2 separate regions of the Hordeum vulgare genome follow, and region 1 is linked to region 2. The links are chromatin contacts, called in public Hi-C maps. All regions are on one chromosome and are shown on one strand. The core of a region is the stretch at or near the end of the contact, and the rest is flanking DNA. Distances in the headings are between cores, read along the strand shown. Region 1 has its middle 35 kb from the start of LOC123400104. Region 2 holds the start of LOC123400104 (probable serine/threonine-protein kinase PBL19).

The links. A called contact is a pair of places that touch in the nucleus more often than the background predicts.
Region 1: a Hi-C map of leaf shows a contact between it and region 2, with 2.6 times the contacts expected there. The contact joins the enhancer-like site here to the promoter of LOC123400104 in region 2. A contact is called at or near these places in 2 of 6 Hi-C or Micro-C datasets (both in leaf).

The regions. Positions count from the first base shown.
Region 1 is chr5H:501,751,073-501,754,664 of MorexV3_pseudomolecules_assembly, forward strand. No RefSeq gene overlaps it. Among protein-coding and RNA genes, the nearest start is that of LOC123400104, 35 kb to the left of the region's middle. Within about 2 kb of position 1,724, at least 3 of the 3 cell types and tissues checked have open chromatin away from gene starts, as enhancers often do. A contact at or near this core is called in leaf, where this site is marked.
Region 2 is chr5H:501,714,867-501,718,955 of MorexV3_pseudomolecules_assembly, forward strand. It overlaps LOC123400104 (probable serine/threonine-protein kinase PBL19), which reads right to left and starts at 2,634. Exons shown (of 4, transcript XM_045094514.1): 1 at 1,842-2,634; 2 at 1-242. The coding sequence starts at 2,267.

The DNA of each region.
Region 1 (3,592 bases), core at 474-2,973, 35 kb after region 2:
AGTTTTTCCTGAATGGTTTCTTATGAAAGGTTTTTAATGAGGCAATAGTAATGCAGGCATTGTGATATGTTAGTTTCTCCTTATTTTCCCACTGGGTTTTTGGAAGGAGTTTTTGATGGCATATTGTACATATCTCCTCATATTTTTCCTACAGGGTATTGGGAGGAGGCTGATCAAGATATTGATGATGATGGTGTTTACAAGAATAACTGAAACAGAGATTAGGGGGAGTGTTAGAATTTAATTAATAGTTTAATTAAGGAAATCTTTGTTTATGGAAGCGACAACGATTTTCCTCCTGAATAGTTATGTCCCTAATCTAACGGACGCGTTCCTCTATTCCCTTCTCCTGTAACAGCCGCGTCTGTGCGACGTGCCCCTTTCACGGGTATATATTTGTACATGATCGCTATCAATAGACATCTATCATTACTCTTCATTAACAGATATAAACCTCAGTTACGCTGCTACTACGTGTAAACCTCGTGGGTCTGGGAGACGACGACGACGACGACGAACAGATATAAACCTCAGTTACGCTGCTACTACATGTAAACCTCGTGGGTCTGGGAGACGACGACGACGACGAACAGATATAAACCTCAGTTACGCTGCTACTACGTGTAAACCTCGTGGGTCTGGGAGACGACGACGACGACGAGGCCAGCTCATGGCAACGCCCGTGAGGTGAACAGTACGGTCAAACCGCAAGGGCTGGATTGGAACCGTGCGCGCACGCGGGGCCCCGGCTGCCTGCCAAGTGCCAAACCTACGTACCCACGGCACAGCCCGGCCCGGTTCCCGTCTTGACCGGGGCACGACCGGACTGGCGATTGAGCCTCGTGATCGGTGGAGAGAGAGATGCTATGGCAATTCTTGGGGTGGAAGAGATTCCTTGTCGAGCGAGCGAGCTGGCAACCAACCATGCATGCATATGCATGGGCGACGACCCGGTCGGCACTCGGCACAGAGCAACGAGATCACCCGTACAGTACGTCCTCGGCTGCTTGCAAACCGGAATTGATCCAGCCACAAGAAAATGAAATCATATCGAGGTCGTCGGCAGCCAAGTCAGCTGGAACAGAATAGGTTAGCAACTCCAACAAAGCCATCCATTTCGTTCGTTCTCGTTTGTTTGAGTTCGTACACATAGAAATGATGTTCCAACGCACGGATCCATTACCGAGATGCGTCTGCATCGATCCATTTTTGACTCAAATTTAAGATCAAAATACGTCGATGCGGACATGAAGAGGAAGCGCGCGTCCTATCGGTGTCCGTATGTGGCCGGTCCGATCTACTTGTCACACAGCCACACACCCACCTCTATCTGCTTATTTGATTCGCTGGTCCATCCGCACCCACATCTCTTTTATTATTTAAATATAGCAGTGCTGCTGTCCACTTACTTCTTGCTGACTCATTTATTTAAAAAGATAGACACGAAAAGACGGACGAACGATCTAAACAAATAAAAAACGAACAAAAACATTGTCTGTTTGGATCGTTCTGTTGGAATTGCTCTGACATTAACAAGTACAGCACCCCTGTACGTATCCCCTCGAAAAAGAAGTACTATACGTGTGCGTAAGCTGGGAGGGAGACGGACCTCGTCTTAAAATACGAACGCAACCGAATTTCTGAATTACGCGTTGGGAGAGACGTAGCGATCGGCATGGAATTATATCCCAGATCCACACGATCATGGGAGAGGGACGTGGCGTGCGTACGCTGGGGGAGAACGCAATTATTTGGTGCAGTTGTAGCGGCCGAGCATCTACAGTCCGGATGCACTATTTTGACCCTTCAAAAACCTATACGTGCGTTCGGATGCATGCGCGGATACTCACCAAACAAGGAGGTTGTAATTGACGCTGCAGGCGTCCGAATTACATAAACTAGTGTCCACGCATCATCGCCCGTGGGCCGGCTCATTTAGGCGAGTGCTCGCTGTTTCATTTCCATCGATCGGTACATCGATTGAATTACTGGCTGCCCTTCCGAAAAAACCAGCCGACCGTTAATTCATATAGAGAAACAAAAAAAATCACCCAAAAAAGTAAAAAAAAAACACGAATTCAAAAATGTGCATGGAACTTGAACAAACGTCCACATTTTTTTTAATAAAGTTCACTGAATTTGCGAAAGAGTTCATTGAATTCCAAAAGAAAATCATCCAATTTGAATAAAAAATTTCATCAAACTCAAAAAAAAACTGCACCGATTTTGAATAATGTTCATCGAACTGGAAAAAGAAGTCCATCGAATTTGAAAATAATTCATCAATGAATTTAAAACAAAGTTCACCAACTTTGAAAAAAAGTTCATCGATTTTTTAAAAAGTTTCATTGATTTTTTAAAAAAAACCAACAAATTTTGAAAATTTCATTAAATTAGAGAGAAGTTCATCGAATTTCAAAAATAAGTTCATGGATTTTTGAAAAAACTTCATCAGATGTTAGAAAATTTTCATAATTTTGAAATAAAATCATGAATTTGGGAAAAAGTTTATTGACTTTTGAAAAAAGGTTCATTGATTTTAAAGAAAAAGTCCATCGATTTACATTTGCACATTTCAAAAAATGAAATAAATAGAAAAAGAAAAGGAACAGAAAAAAAACCTGCGAAGGGAAAGAACAAAAAGAAGGAACAAGTATCTATCGATAAGTTAGCGAAGGTCTTAGTGGTTAGCGCGGTGTGCTGAGAATCTATTTAGAGGTCTGAAGTTCAAATCTTTTAGCACACACCATTTTTTGCGCTTTAAATCAAATAAAGGAAACGCTAAATGGGCCGAGCTCTGTAAGCGCCGGTTTGGAGAAACAGAAGAAACCGGCGCCTGCAACATCAAATAGGATTTTACCGATCGGGCGCGCCTCATATTTTCTTTTTCACATCCATGTATCTCATATGGAACACCCTATATTCACACTACACATGTAATGTTGAGCTATCCTACGTGATCAAATATAAATTAAATATCAGACAGCAAAATCGAAAGCAAACGAACACAAGATCGACTGCAAACAAACATCAAACATCACCCAAAAGATCATGTGGTCTTGCTCGTCGTCGTCAGAGGTGCAACTGTCATGGAGTTGGATTGGAAGTCGGAGAGGACGATGAGGCCCTTCATCTGATGGACCGCTCTGTCCTGCTCCCGCCTCAACTTCGCGAGCCGGGCCTTCTCCTCCGCTACCTTCGTTGCCTCGCGCTCGGACTCCTCAATAGAAAGCCGGAGCACCTTGGCATTCTTCTACCAGAGGCGCCGAGCGTACGTCTCCGCCATCATGAGAGACCGACGACACACCCATGCGAGAAGGCATTCGTCCTCGTCGGGCTGAGCTCGCATCCCACGACGGAGGCACGCAGACTGATGTGTTTCCCTTTCCCTTGCCCGCTGCCTGTCATGGTGGGCGGCGCACGACTCTGATTTCAAAGTGCGCGTGCGGGACGGCGGCACGGGCACTAGGACCCAACGTTATCCGCGTGGAGGAGCGGGCGGCGAGGGAAGGAGAGAACACGGGGCCGGTGCAGACTACGCAGTCCTGGTGGAGTTGCACATGGGCCGGGAGGGTCCACATTCAGCGTATGT
Region 2 (4,089 bases), core at 1,384-3,883:
TGCAGGTAAGCCAATCCTTCAGCGGCACCCAAGATAATCTGAAGCCTTCTATTCCACGAGAGAGGAGGATTAATTCGGCTGAACAGGTGATCTTCCAAGCTCTTATTGGGCATATACTCGTAGACCAATAGTCTTTGGGCCCCTCTTTCACCATCAACGGCGCAATATCCGAGAAGCTTTACAAGATTTGGGTGCTCAAGAACCCCAAGGAACTGCACTTCTGCCAACCACTGCTTATGTCCCTGTCAGAACCAAAAATATCTGGAGTTTATTAGGAACGGAAAAAGATTGATGTAAATAAAGACACGGAAAATCAATTACTCATTCGACGAGAAATGAAGAAAATGTCATGGCGCTAACATCAAATAGTAGTCTTAGATCGTGAAGTAAATATCAAACGCTAAGCAATTCGAATTATGCCTTGTAACAAGCTCCTTTTCGGTGGTCAAAGAAGAAACAGTTGCTCAGTCAGTGGAATATATAATTCCCAATTCGATTACACACACAAACTTAAGAATATATTGCGGGACAAAGTCTTATGTTGCTGGCAGATTATTCGTAAGCAAGCAATACGAAGAATTGAAAAATCTAGGTTTCTATCCGACTTTTCTTTTCTGTAGGTACATGAACCGAGATTCGGTCTCATAGTGAATAGTAGTCAACCAAGAACGGCAGCATTAGCGTGATGGCATGCCCTCAAGAACACTTCATTATGGCCGTTTGTCTCGTTTGATTGGGCAAATTGGATACCGCAATGCTGAATGTACATGTAAGGTCGGTATACATCCTTTTCTGGACTCCATACTTCTCCTGGGTGCCATACATAGTGGGGCACAGTTTGCTTTACTTGTGATGTTTATTCAACTATGCATTATTATACTTCCTACATATCTGGGAAAAATATATATGATATCATTGCTCAAACTGCCCCCCAATCTGTTTACCTTTCTTTTTTAATGGATATACAATACTAGCAATGCGTATGTTCTCATCATTCATATACTCAATCATAGCAATGTGCTCCCCAGGAGCTGAACTGCTTCCGAAAATGATTGAAGTACTCTCTGATATAACCGCAAAAAAAAAAAGTACTCTCTGATAAAATTTAGTATACTAAATCCGATCGCCACGGCGCAATTCCAAACAGACCTAGACTATAATAGTCAGTATCAGATCCTTGAAAGTCCTGCATTTCCCCTCCTTTTTTCCTAACAAACTAAATTTTTTTCTACGCATAGTAGCATATAAGCTCTAACCTCCGAGTATAGTAGTCAAAGCGACCAATTTCAAGACTTTCCTACCCAGAAACGTCTCCTCGTTACCCAACCAGCTCAAAAAGGCTGATGTGCCTTTGCTTTCTATGGATCAACCACGCTTCAACAGATTTTCCATGAATCTGTTAACAATCCCTTGCACTTCTAGTCGGCGACTCGGTGCGCATGATGGATGGAAGACTTGGTCAAATTTGGCAAGAGCACACACTACCCTTGCAAATAGATAAAAAATTTGGGTGGAAAAAGTGTCCGAGCTCACTGGAAGCTCTCTGCCTACATTTTCTGATCGTCCCTTACAAGAGGAACAATTTTGAACAGGTTCTTGAAAGAAAGAAAAAAGCTTGATCCGTAACAAATTTCTCAAAATAATTGGGATGTTTCTTTGTCCGGAGCAAATTTCTTTAGATTCGGTCACATTCTGATCCCCCCTAAAGCTGTGACAAAACTGGGTGTGCGATTGGATATGAAATCACGCGGGGAGCAGAACAGGGTGGGAAATCAATCGGCTGGTGGATGGGGGGGAGAGATGGCGGCATGGGTGGGTGGGAGAGCGTGAAGCTAGCGTACCTGTAGGCCGCGCTGGTTGAGGCGCTTGACGGCGACGGCGATGCGGTCGGCCCTGGGGTCGAGCGGGCGGACGAAGCCCTTGAAGACGCCGCCGAAGCCGCCCTCGCCGAGCTTCTGCGCGCGGCCGAAGTCGTTGGTGGCGGCCCGGAGCTCGTCGTAGTCGAAGGCGCGCAGCTGGCCGTGGCCGCGCTCCTCGTAGAGCGAGGAGATGCTCGGCTGCGAGGAGGCGGAGCCCGTGGACTTGCTGGTTGTTTGCCGCCCCGCCCCGGAGTCGTCCGACCGGCTCGTGCTCACCGCCGACCCGGTGGTGGTGGTGGTGGTGGTGGTGGTCATGGTCGTCATCGTGGTGGCCGGGGCCGAGGCCAACGAGCCCCGCCTCCCGGTCCTGGACCCCTTCTTCCTCTTGAGCCACCCCAGGCAGCTCATCTCTCGGCTCCTCGCGCGTGCTCCGGTGACGGTGAGCCGCCGCGGCAGCCAAGAAACAGGCCTCCTCGCGGACAGTGCGTGCCAGGGGAGGAGCGAGCAGGGGAGAGCAGGGTGGCCGTGCAAGGCTGGCTGGTGCTTTGTACTGGTAGCTAGAGCTAGGGGCCGGTGTGAACGTGCCGAATTCCGGGAGGGAGGGAGGCGATCGCGGCGGCGTGGACGGAGATAGAGAGCGAGATGAGAAAGCGCGGCGCGGTTTCGGCGAGAGCGAGATGAGAGAGCGCGGAGAACGGGGCACGTACGTATGCGTCCTGGCGTGCTGGTGGCGCGCGCGAGGTGACGGTGGAGGTGCTCTGCTCTGCTGCGGGTGCGGGTGCCGCCTTTTGTTGCTGGGGGCGGGGCGGGGGCGGGGCACGCGGTGTGGCTGGCCGTGGAGGGGGACGGGTGTGGGCGAGTCCAAGTGCGGGCGTGTACGCTTGTTTGTCCCGTCCCCGTCGCACCGGTTTCGGCCCCGCGTTCTCACCTCACGCGACGGGAGGACGCTGTTGTCGACCGGTCGGACGGTGACGCGGGGCCTCGCCGGCCACGCTCACAGCAAAACCATACAATCAAACCGTGTGTACCGACCTGAGCCGAGCAGCTTTACAGTGAGCCAGGAGATTACAGGGAGATCAATCGCGGGTGAGTCACATGGGTCGGTGGACGGTGCCGGGCATCACCTCGGAACAAAAGGAGAGACGAGGTCAAAGCGGGGGCCTGCCTCGTGATCGGATAGTCACATGATAGAAGCCCGACACGACACATCGACGAGAGACGACGCTCCGGCCGCTCATGCGTGATGCGTGCGCTCCCATTCCGTTCCGTTCCACTGCGTCCGTGGCCGCGCACGCTACAAGACCAGCTTTGCCACGTGACATGAACTACTTGCTAGACCACGCATGGTACAATTTATCTGCAACATTACCTACGGCTGGCTATTTCAGGAGTTTGATGCTCCAACCTTTGCTGAGTGCAGCAGTTTTCTTTTCCATTGAAAAAGATACGTAATAAACTCCAACAATGCAAGTGGGATGCGATATGTGTGTCTCAGTGACATTTTTGTTCGGGCAACAAAATAGAGGTTTGGTGCGCGCGTATGCATTCATGCTTCTTAATAATACGGCGTATATATCTCTTAAATGCTCATGTGAGAAGGAAACGGTTTTCGCAAGTGTGGAGGTGACGTGGGATACGTGGAGAAATTAAGGTACATGAACGACATGATGACGCCATAACATGTCTGCCACTTTGACTTGCGAACCAGAAGCCATCAAGACAAGATAGCAGCCATAAAACTGCGGCACGTATGGGCTAATGCATGATGACCTTCGAAACACCGATACTTCAAAAATTGTGTATAGCCGTTCAGTACTTCGCCGATACTCTGATACGCTAGATATGTCTTCGATACGGGTATCCTCGAAGTATCTCCTTTTTCAATTTAAGAATAAAAGAAAAAAATGCCGATACGGGTATCCTTGAAGTATCGCCATTGAGTATTGCTCATGACTTGATGTATCGTTAATATGTTCATATAGATAGTGTACATGTACTGTACTGATGTAGTAGTTGGATAAAAATGTTTCCTAAGGATGTTGTTTGTCGGATAAAATTGCTTGTTGATGCTATTGGCTTGCTGCTTGTTGATTTTTCTGACGTAAAAGTATTTGTTGATGTTATTGTTGCCTTCTATTGCTAGGGAAGAAGATACAAGTATAAATCATGGCATCTTTTAACTTTCTCCATCGTCATTTGAGCATTATTGATGTGTATTGCTTGGTGGTTT